Regions from separate parts of the Mus musculus genome. Here regions 1, 3 and 4 are each linked to region 2. Evidence: chromatin contacts called from public Hi-C and promoter capture Hi-C data. All regions are on one chromosome and are shown on one strand. The core of a region is the stretch at or near the end of the contact, and the rest is flanking DNA. Distances in the headings are between cores, read along the strand shown.

Evidence for each region. Promoter capture Hi-C pulls out the DNA fragments that hold promoters and counts their contacts. A called contact is a pair of places that touch in the nucleus more often than the background predicts.
Region 1: a Hi-C map of CD8 T cells shows a contact between it and region 2, with 4 times the contacts expected there. The contact joins the promoter of 4932412D23Rik here to the promoter of Plcxd2 in region 2. A contact is called at or near these places in 1 of 39 promoter capture datasets (pre-B cells) and 1 of 484 Hi-C or Micro-C datasets (CD8 T cells).
Region 3: a Hi-C map of CD8 T cells shows a contact between it and region 2, with 5 times the contacts expected there. The contact joins the promoter of Cd47 here to the promoter of Plcxd2 in region 2. A contact is called at or near these places in 2 of 484 Hi-C or Micro-C datasets (CD4 T cells and CD8 T cells).
Region 4: a contact with region 2 is called in a promoter capture Hi-C map of pre-B cells. The contact joins the promoter of Bbx here to the promoter of Plcxd2 in region 2. A contact is called at or near these places in 1 of 39 promoter capture datasets (pre-B cells) and 1 of 484 Hi-C or Micro-C datasets (CD4 T cells).

The regions. Positions count from the first base shown.
Region 1 is chr16:42,874,142-42,876,841 of GRCm38.p6, forward strand. It overlaps 4932412D23Rik (RIKEN cDNA 4932412D23 gene), which reads right to left and starts at 1,446. Exons shown (of 4, transcript NR_040521.1): 1 at 1,291-1,446. It also overlaps a transcript of Zbtb20 not described here.
Region 2 is chr16:46,008,966-46,011,665 of GRCm38.p6, forward strand. Plcxd2 (phosphatidylinositol-specific phospholipase C, X domain containing 2) reads right to left here and starts at 1,448. Exons shown (of 4, transcript NM_001134480.1): 1 at 729-1,448. The coding sequence starts at 891.
Region 3 is chr16:49,854,257-49,856,956 of GRCm38.p6, forward strand. Cd47 (CD47 antigen (Rh-related antigen, integrin-associated signal transducer)) reads left to right here and starts at 1,405. Exons shown (of 9, transcript NM_001368415.1): 1 at 1,405-1,576. The coding sequence starts at 1,531. It also overlaps Gm4633.
Region 4 is chr16:50,430,946-50,433,650 of GRCm38.p6, forward strand. It overlaps Bbx (bobby sox HMG box containing), which reads right to left and starts at 1,444. Exons shown (of 17, transcript NM_027444.3): 1 at 1,297-1,444.

The sequences.
Region 1 (2,700 bases), core at 196-2,695, 3.1 Mb before region 2:
CTTCAGAAAGGCCCTAATGTACTAATGAAGTCAAGGCCTTGTGCTATTTTTTTTTTTTAAGTCAGGGCTAATTTTGTTTTGCTTATGGTCTGCCAGACTTCTACTTAGTCAAAGCAAACATTTGGTGTTCAAAGTATTTAGTGTGTGTCAAGGAAACCTACGTGAAATCCAGGCTTAAACTTACTTCAAGTCTACCAGAATCTATTTTTCAAGTCTATAATCTATAAGATTATTTTCTGTATTAATAACCAATACTACAAATACAGTTTCTTTGTATGGTTGGTGTTTCTGACAAATCCCTTTCGTGACAAATTAAGCTCCTTAAAAAGTATTAGTTCTTATTTTGGCAGGAATTCTTTTTCTTTGTAGAGTGAAAAGCCATTCTTTTTTCCATCTTAGTCCTTTTAAGGAATTCTTTTCAGGAATCTATCCTTGGCTTCCTGCTGGCCTCAGGCCTCACCCCCTTCCTCCTCCACCCCGCCCTTGCCTGACCAGTATTTGTTAGAATTTGGCTCTGGGGAGTACTATGCTGAGTGACAAATGGATGAAGATGAAGGTTTTATTGAAGCATCTGAACTGCATTTAATTTTCCGTGTTGCTTTATTCCTTCTAGCTCCCAGGATATTGAATTTTGTGGGCTTCAGTTGGGTCGTCAGTACTTCAGGCGTTTAGTAATAAGAAACATAATCTGCTTTTTCCGGTAGGATAATAAATCCTCATTGATATTAAGGGCGGCTCTCTGCAGACGGTTTTACACGGTATTTTTCTGTAGAAACACATTCCCTGGGAGTCCTAAAACTGCTCCCGCCTCTCTGTCTCCCTGGGCCTCAGGTCGCCTCCCGCCCAGCGGTCCCTCCCACCGCCAGGATCCTGCTCGCTAGGACATCCACTGCCCGTGACCACGACACCCCTCCTCCCTGCACTGAACCCCTTCCCTCCCCTCCCCCTCTGGGCGAGCCAGACAGCGGGTAACCGCCGCCTCCGCTGGGGCATCCCGGCTCCATAGGCGGCGCGCGGCAGACACCTGCTTCTCACTGGCCGCCGCCGCTGCCCCTCACCCCGCAGTCCCCGCGACAATTGGCCCCGGGCCGCCGCCCGTCATCCTCTAGCCCCTCTTGGAGTCCCGCCTCTATCCTCGGGTCATTTAAGTTTATCACAAATAAATAAATAAAGGAGGAAATAGAAATGCGTAGAAAGTAAAAGCAGTCAGGAGGGGGCGGGGACGTGGATGAAAAGGAGGGTGGGGAAGTGGAGGAGTAAACAACCAAACTTGATCGTGCCTATACTGACCAATCACCGATCACTACAGTCCGGTCTGACGGCCTCTGTCGACCAATAGTTTCCCAGCTCTTGGATCACTGAATAACCAGAGACAGCTGGCCTCTCTACACAGGGCGCTGGTGGGCGGGAAGAGTTGAGAACATTGACCAATAGACTGTTAAAACTGCTCTGAGTGAAGTTTCCGCTCACCAGTTGATGCTTGAGATAGCGGATTGGGTGTCTCCTAGGCCAATCAAAGATGACAGAGATGAGAGAAGGGGCAGTTAGGGGAGGAGCCGCGGAGGGGAGGAGGAAGAGTGCATTTTGTTTATGGGCGGCAACCTCACGAGGGCTGTCCAAACGCTATTGGTCAGCTGAAGCAGCGAGTGGCATGCGAGCCGCCCAATAGTAGGACAAGGTAGAGGTTCGCGGCTTCGGGCGCCCAATGTGGGCCTTCTGCCGAAGAAGTAGGGGCGGGGGGAAGTTTAGGAGTTGAGGAAAGAAGATTAAAGAGCGCGAGGAGGTAACGCCAAAAACTCTAATTTGTTGTGGGGCGGGCGGGAGGGAGGGGTGTGTGCGTGCGGAGCGCGGCCGGGCGTCTACGAGTCGCGGGGAGTCGGGGGTGACGGGCCGCCGAGGAGGGGGCGGGGTGGGGCCGTGGCGCGAGTTCCGAGCCGCAGCCCGGGGCTTCTGCCCCGCCCCGCCCCGCGCGCCCTCCCGCCGCCCCTCCTCGCGCCCGCCCGGCGGCCTCGCGCGACCCTGCGGGGAGGGTCCGCCGCTGGCCCGGGCGGGGCGTCCGGTCGTTGCCACTGCGTCTAGTCTCTCCTCCCCGCTTCTGGAGTCGCGGCTTCCCAGAAGAGGAGCTGAGGGGCACCGGCCGGGGCTCCGGAGCTGTTGGCGGCGCCGGCTCCCGCCCCTCTCCTCTCCCTCCCTCCGCCCTCCCAGTCGCTTTCCTCCCGCGCAGAGAACTGGCTTCGGAGAACCCGGGCTTGGGCGCGTAGCCCAGCCTGCCTTGCTCTCACCCGTAGACAGGGGGGCTTGGCAAGGATTGAACCCTGTCCTCCTCTCTTTAGCCTTTGGGCCCCTTCCGAAACATTAAAAAAAAAAAAAAAAGTTAACGCTCTCTCATACCTTGAGACATAAAACAAAACAAAACAAAATAACAAAACCTACCCCATCCCCAAATACAGGAGTATGGTTTTGAAGTTCATTCAAATGTGGTCCTCTAATTGTTTTAATGCTTTTCCCTGTGTGGGGGGCTCTCAGTGTCCCCCTTCAGCCCCTCCCCTTCCTAAGGATGCAGAAGAGGCAGGAGGCAGGGATTTCGTAAAAGTTGTATTGATAAACACACTTGCACAAGCATATGCTAGGCACACACACAGACTATAAACATTAGCGAAAAACACAATATGGCGTACAGCTACGCTACCTAGCTCGGTA
Region 2 (2,700 bases), core at 198-2,697:
CGAGAGCACTGTCAAGCTTTGAAGCCTCTGGCAGAGGAATGCAGCAAGAACAGAGGTGCTTCTCAAGGCTCCAGTTCTACATCAGCTAGGCAGACACCTGTGTATATATAGACAAAGCTTCAAACACCGTCACTTCATCACACCTAATGACTGCCTGTGAGGACAGACTGCATCCTCTATTTCTGGCATTTCCAACAACAAAACTATGTGCCTTGATGCCCAGCCTAGAATCTGAACCTATTTTCTAACACTTATCTGATTTTTGTTTTCAAGAAAGGTCAGATAAATGAGAAAAATATTCTTTTCAGCTTCAATGTTGACCCAGAGCTAAGATTGTTAAGGACTTTCTACCCATTATTCTTGATCTCTCCCCCTTTCCCTTAAATGATTCAAGTCAGCGAGCCTTTCACATACCCAGGCCTCTGCATCAAGATGGTTAACATTCTTAGACTGAGGCCGTATGGTGTAAACAAAATAAAAACAACAAAACAACAGCGCAGTGATTCCATTCTCTCAACTGTCCCTTTTGCCAGTGATGCAGTCGGCTTGACTGACTCTCTTTACAGCAGCTACCTTCCTGTTAAGTTTTTTTTTTTTTTTTTTAATTTGGAAATAAAAAGAGATCACTGACAATTGTTTTTCAACACAACAGAAAACAACCAACCCACTAGCAAACACTAAAATGGCAGCATTAAACACAGTGCGAACAAGTAGTTATAGACGAATACCTGGGATTGCCAGATTGGAAAGGGGGACGTTGTGGAGGTGAGCGGGGAGCGAGGCCATCCAGTCGGCATTGCAGACCTCCGAGGCTGTCTTTGTCCCGCTGGGATTGGGAGAGCAGATGGTACCCATCCTGAGTTTCCTTCTGGCCTTTCTAAATGCAAGCATCCCTGTCGTCCACGATTTAGACAGGCTCAGTCTAGTGCCACTCACTCTGTGGTCATCACCGCTCGGGGCTCTCTAAACATTTCAGAGCACATGGGTCACGCCAGTCTTTTCAAGATCCTTTTCTAGCTGGGAGATGGGTCAAATAGGTGCTCCCCTGCCTGCTGCTCCCGCAGTCCCCACCCTCTTCGCCTTGCCACTGAGATCCACTCCTTTAATCTCCTCAGTCCCTGGTCAGTTAAACTTCTTAGTTCCCCTCTGGAGACGGGGGAGGCAGGCCCGAAGATACAAACCTTCCTGAAACCCACAACATCCAGGAACAGCCACACCCGGAGCTACTCACACGACAGGTGCCCACAGGGCATAGAGACGTGCCAGCGGGCTGCACACACGTGCGCACCCGGGTTGCACCATCTCTTGTTCATGGGTGCTTCCGTGGGTTTCCCCGGGCTGGTACACAGGCTGGGCCTGCCTGCACCCCCGCCCCCTGGCTTCTCTGCCCACTGCCCTGTGCTTTTCTGAAGGGCTCTCAGAAGAGTAACCGGCAGCCCCGGGACTCTGGCGGCCCCGCCCCGCACTGCCGGGCAGATTTGCCAGACTAGGCGAGCTGTGATTGGTCGTTGGCGGGATTCTCTCTGATTGGACAACGCTCTGAGGGCCCGCCCCTACATCGCGCTCCCACGCCTCCCCTGCTTCTTAGCTCCTCCCCTCTCCACTCCAGCGGGGTAGCGAGTGGACAGGTCGGGCTGCGGCCTGCTGCTCCGGAAGGGGAGATGTGCACCGTGGCCGGCTGTCCTCAGATTGATCTTTTTCTTGTAGATCTCTGACGCGACCTCAAAGGTTTCTCCTCTCTCCCTCGGCCTTACTCTCACTGCGGTGAAAATTACCCAGAAACGCGCTACTTTTTTTTTTTTTTTTTTTCAAACCACCGTAGCAGCAGAAACAGGAGAGCTAGAGAGGCCAGAGAAAGGTGCTGCTGCGGCTCCTATTTAGATGGCAGCATCAAAGCAGGTTTGTGTTTGAAACAATGCAAACTGACAGTTCTCCTGCACAGTCCGCTGAAACTGGCCAGTGCCATTATTTCCGTTTCACAGAGGAGGAGATAATGGTGCTTTGGGTTCCTGTTGCTGTTGTTTGAAACCTTTTGAATTATTTGTCTCACCTGCTCCTCACAGCATTACCACAAGACTCAGAGTTGCTGATACACTTCCTCGAATGGATGAAACAGCCTGAGGCAGGTCACGTGGTGGCAGTCTGTGCAAAGTTCATTTTGAAATGAGGTTCCCTAACTCGGTCTGTAGAACACAGACCCACTTCTCTGCTTCCTGAACTGTTCCCACTTCAAATAGTATTCAAATGTAGTACAGAGTTTTATAATCCGATATTGTTAGTTAAAATTTGTAGTTAGATTTATATATTTCTTGTATGCGTTTTTCTGTGAGAACATGCATGTGTGCAGTTCAGAGGACAGATTACTCCAGTTCTCTCCTTCCTTGAGACCGTCCCCGGGGCTCAGATCGTCAAGTTTGGCAGTAAGCACCTTTACTCACTGAGCCACCTCCAAGATCTGACCTGCATACTTTGCAAAAAATAAAAATAAAATAAAATAAATAATAAAAAAATACTATTTTGGCAAACAGATAATTTTATTTAAAAAATTTTAAATTAAGGTAGCCTTTTATAGCAAGAAGGACCCTAGAGACTCAGGAGGGCCTTAGGGGAAAAGAGAACAGTGGCCAGAACTCTTAAAACTCCTGGAGTTTATGTATAAAACCCTAGGGCAGCTGTCGTTTAATCACCAGATGACCTCCA
Region 3 (2,700 bases), core at 155-2,654, 3.8 Mb after region 2:
GATGTGCTGACTGTGGATCTTTCCTCCAGGAAGGAGAGTGACAGGAGGGTCATTGAACCCTTACTTGAGATTCTAGCTACTTCCTCTTGCACCTCTCAGACACCCCTAAGTAGGTGCTAGAGTATGCCGACTATAGAAGGGTATCAAAAGAACGGGGAATTCATGCTGCGGTGAAATTTTTAGGTGTGGTTGCTTTCAGATCTTCTGCGCTGCTGGGTGGGAAGTAACTTATAGCAAGCTCAAGAAACCTTTTGGTCCAAGACTGACTTCGGTGGAATCCTACTTTAGTTTGTTGTTGGTACCCTATCTGGGAGGGAGTGGTTATTTCCTTAGGAAAATAATCATGAAATAAGGACACTGTCACAGCATCATAGACAGTGGCAAGTTTTATCCTGAATTGGATTGCTGCTACACTGGCTATTGAGAAGGAAATGGGGTAGAAGACTTTAAGAAGTGCAATAAATAGTGTGATAGTCTTTTAGCTCAGCTCAGAGAATATCACCCAGAATGGGCACCCATTATTACAGAGATCAAGTCCTTTTAGTCAAAGGACCTTTGCCTCAGGGTGAAGAGAGTGGCTTAGAGCTACACTTTTAAACCTATTCAAGAACTGAACTCAAACAGGTCAGAGGTCTACACAAGGATGCAGACATAAGCCAGTTTCCCAATATTGCCGATAGCGTCAAGGATCTGTTTACTCACACGGGGCCTGTCTGCCACAATCCTTGTGTCTGTCACCCTTTCTCCTTCGTGGTTTTAAACTGCTCATTATGCATGGAACTTGATTGCCCAACCCTGCTTGGGGGATGAAAACATTAGCCAACAAAGAAAGAAAAACAGATAAGGAGGTCCACTTCTGGAACAAGTCAGACCGGGGAGAGATCAGGGCCAGGGGGAGCCAGAGGGAAGGAGTTCCTCGGGGGCCAGGACCTGGTCACAGCGCCCTCTCTCCGCCCAGCCCTGCGGCTCCAGGGCTGCGCGCCTTGGGAGGGAAGATGGTGAAAGCAGAAGCAGCGCCTACACCGGGAGAGCAGGGAGGAGGAGTTGGACTGAGGTTGGGCGGCTCCGAGGTCCAGGGCGAGCTTGGCCAGAGGGAGTAGAGAGCAGCGGGGCTGCGCAGGGACGCGTGCCGTGAGTTCCGGTGAGCGTGTGTGTCCCATGCTCCCGTCTTTCAGGCCGGCCCAGGACACGAAGCCGGAAGAGAGCTGGCTGGAGGGACGGGGGCCGTGAGCAGAGAGTGCAACCCGCGCAGCCCCGGGGACAGGCTGATTCTTGGCGCTCTCCGCCGGAGCCTGCCCAGGGCTGGGTGTGAGGCTGGCGTCACGTCAACGAGCAGAGGCGGCCAGGCGGGGCGGAGTGCGCGTGCGCGGGGCGGCGAGCACGCGCGCGCGCGCACCCCCGGGCAGCCTGGGCGGCCGCTCCTGCCTGTCACTGCTGCGGCGCTGCTGGTCGGTCGTTTCCCTTGAAGGCAGCAGCGGAGGCGGCGGCTGCTCCAGACACCTGCGGCGGCGACCCCCCGGCGGCGCGGAGATGTGGCCCTTGGCGGCGGCGCTGTTGCTGGGCTCCTGCTGCTGCGGTGAGTGGCTCGGGGATCCCGGCTCTCAGGCTGGTGCGCAGCACCCAGGCGCCCCCGCAGGAGTGTGGGCTGCACCCCCGCCGGCCAGGCGGCGCCCGGAGGAGAGCAGAGAGAAGAGGAGAGGGGTGGCGGGATGCGCGGGCCCTGCGCACCCGGAGCGCCACTGTGGGAGGGCCCGGCGGGGCATCGGCGCCCCTGCCTCCTCCCTCTGCTCTCCTTCCCTAGTCCCTTTCCCCCCCGGGGAGAGCGGGCTGAAGCTCCTCACTCTCCAGTGCGCACACGTAGGAAGAACTGGGAACAACCGCAACTGTGCAAAACCCCAACTGCAAAGAAAGCGAGGGGGCAGCTGCCGCCCCCCCCATCCCCTCCTCTTGCACCCCTCTCCTTTCTCAGAGCTTTCACGCAGCATTTGGGGTTGAAGGACTAGAGTGGGAGGCCCGGGCCTCTTGTGATGAAGTGCGCATTTTGGTGAAGTCGACCAGAAAGGCTTTTTGCCCTACCGCGTAAGCACTGGAGCAGAGAGAACACGGTGGACCCAAGTTTTATTTCCCACCCAGCTTTTATCGAAGCTTTTTTTTTCTTTCCCTCCCTCTGACCGCGTATTTTTGTGGTTGTTGTTTTGAATCCTCAAAACAAGCTTCCTGGAAACACTTCTCGTGACACCCCCGCTACCCCCCTCCCTTGCCAGCACTTTAATATATTCCTTATTGTAGATTAAAGTTTTTTTTTTCCCTCTTCCTTGGAGCAAACGTATTTTAAGATTTGCCCAGATATTGCCAGTGGTCTAAAGACAGTAATTGCCAGGGATGCACCTCCTCTTTTGTAAAGTATTTTGCTGTTTATGAACGCGTACCTCCTTTGTAAAAAGCCGAGGGAAGAATAGGAATTTTTGTGACCATATACCGCCCGGCAAGCTTCATATCTGCAGATTCCTCTGCGAACTTTTGGTAAGAATCGGAACAGACTTGCAGCAGGATAACAGCAAATGTTAAATTTGTCTTAGGATGGATGCTAAATTAATTGAACCTTAAACTGATGGTTAACCTCACAATGCCTTATAAAGGCCAGTGTTTGGGATCTATTTCCAAGATGCCCTTAATACCCTGCCCACCACTTCCCTCTCC
Region 4 (2,705 bases), core at 194-2,693, 4.4 Mb after region 2:
GATTTCTGTAATTTACTAGCGACCCGGATCGCAGAAAATAACAGTGTAACACGAGCGTGGCTTCCGAGGGTTGGGGAGCTCTTTCTAGAGGCATCGACCCCATCCCCGGATAAAGGATCTGCAAGTTTTCTGTCATCGCGACCGTGCAATGCCATAACTTACCTTCAGAATGAGTCTTTAACCAGCCAAGGCCTTCCTCCTCCCCTCCACCGCCACCACCCCCAGCCTCGCTCTCTCCACCTTAAACTTATTGACACAACATAATCCCACATTCAAGCAAAATCCTGACACAGCCTCCCTCGTCCTCTCCCCCCTCCTCTCTTCCCTCCCGTTTCTCTCTCTCTCTCTCTCTCTCTCTCTCTCTCTCTCTCTCTCTCTCTCTCTCTCTCTCTCTCTCTCTTCCCCTCCCTCTCCCCTTTCCCTCCCCTCCCCTCCTCTCCCTCTCTCGCCTTCTTCGCCTTCTTCCCCTCTCCCCTGTTCTTCCTCCAGGCTACTCTGGCACTGGAACAGCACTTTCTCCACTCGCCGCGCATTTGGCTGGGGGTGGGGGGTGAGGGGGACACCGATCTCGGGGCCGGAACACCCAAATCCTAACTCTGCAGATGAACGAGCAACCGGGCTGCCGGTCCCGGTCACCGTCGCACACACACCAAATGTAGCCCCGACCCACCGAGGGCAGCCTTCCCGTACCTTCCACCCCTGCCCCGGGCTCCTCAGGCCCCACCTCCCCCGGCAGCCGAGCCCTGCCCGGGGCTCCTCCACGTACTTTCGCCTCCTTGAAGTTTGGGGCTCCCGGGGCGGCCACGAGCCGCCCGCCGGCGTGAGGGGACCGCTCCGTTGTTGTTTTCCTCGGGCGGCTCAACCCCGCGCCCCGGCTCCGTGCCCCCTCGGGCGGCGCTGCCCGGGCGCCGAGAGGTGCTGCCTGCAAACGCAGCCTGGCACCGGCTGGCCTACTCCTCCCCAGCCCGGCCCCCAGCTCGCGCTCGCCGGGCAGCGCCGCGCGCCCCCCGGCCCGGGCCCGCCGGCGCGGCCGCCGCGACCCTCGGCCCGACCTCTCGCCACCCAAAGTTTTGGCTGAGGGGAAAGTGGCCCGCGAGGCGCCGGCCGGTGGCGGCTCGGGCTCCGGACGCGCGGGTTCCCCTCGCCTTCCTCAAGTCCACCCTACCGGCTGCCGCCGCCGCTGCCGCCGCTCCTGCCGCGGAGTCCTCGGGCTGCAGCCCCGGCGGCTCGCAAGTGAGTAGGAAAACAGAAAGTGCGGGAGAGCGCCTGCGAAGGCTGCGGATGGCGGGCGCCTACCTCGCGGGCTCGCCGCGGCGCGAGGGCGTGTGTGTGGCTCGCCCTCAGCGGCCAGTCAGGGGCTCTCTATGGGAAAGTGGAGAGGAGCTTGCGGAGCCGCGCTGCCTCCGCTCCACTGTACACTGCTCCACATACAGTACATGCAACCCGGAGAGACTGAAAACACTCATTTTATATAAGGCAGCCTGCCATTGGCCCGCGCCGTGACGGACGGGCGGCGCAGCCAAACAGGAGGCGCGTTACACCCAAACACACGCACACATACACACATTTCACAGAGACACACAAAGATCATCACATTTTCTATTTTCTAATGTTCGGGACCTGTAGACAGTGGGCGAAGACAGGTAGTGAGGCCCAGCAGAGTAGGGGTCAGGAAGGAAGCCCTCTCTATACCAAGTTGCCAGGCTTGAAACTGGTGTCCTTTTGACTTGGGAGGGTTATGGTAATAAACTACAACTCCACTGGATATGGAAGTGAGGAGGGATGGGTTTGATCGCTGCCTTGTGGTGCCCCATGAAAGAGGCGAGCATTGTGTTATGATTTTACAGCCCGGCCTGCTAACAAGTGGCCGAGAAAGGCTTTTATCAGCTTAGATTTCTTTTGTCAATGGGTTAGCCATCACATAGGCCAAAATAGTGCGAGATAAGTTTATCAAGACTAGAATGCTTTGAGATTGTGACTGCCTCGTTAGCAAGCAAATTCAGAAAGTAAGAAAAAAAATCAATACAACAGGCAGAAACAAAGATAAACCTTATGCTAAAGTAGCCGAATGTGCACTTGAAAGTCAGAGGGCAATCACCTGTATGGGTACACAAGGTGTGCTGAAATTACACACCTTGTGGGAAAATGACAATCGACAGTCTGCCTTAGAAATAGACCTCTTGGTTCAATATAGCCAAGATTTATAATACACACACACACACACACACACGCGCGCGCGCGCGCGCGCACACGCACACGCACACACATCCTTTGTTTTATGTATTTCCCGCTGTATATGACTACTCTATGGTGGGTGATTTCTAGAGACAATGAAAGCGAGATCTAGTTTTAATGATATTTTTACTATGCTGTATCTTTGGCAGATCTTGTTAACAGTTTGATATAAACAAGTCAAAGGGATACTTAGAAAGAACCGAACCTAGGAATTAAAACAGAATAAAATGCACACACAAGTTTTTAACTAGTTGAGCAATCTTTTGAGCATATGAGTTCTTTTAGTCTCCTTCATTCTTAGAGTTGATTTTAGTTTTTATTTAAAGATTAAAATAAGCTTTCCCAAGATTGCCTTCATTAAATGGTTATTCAGCATCTACAACTCACTGGGACTATTCTAGGTCCCAGATGTTTTCCTGGAGTTCCTTCTGACCAGGATCCAAAATTTTCAAGAATCTTAAATACAAACA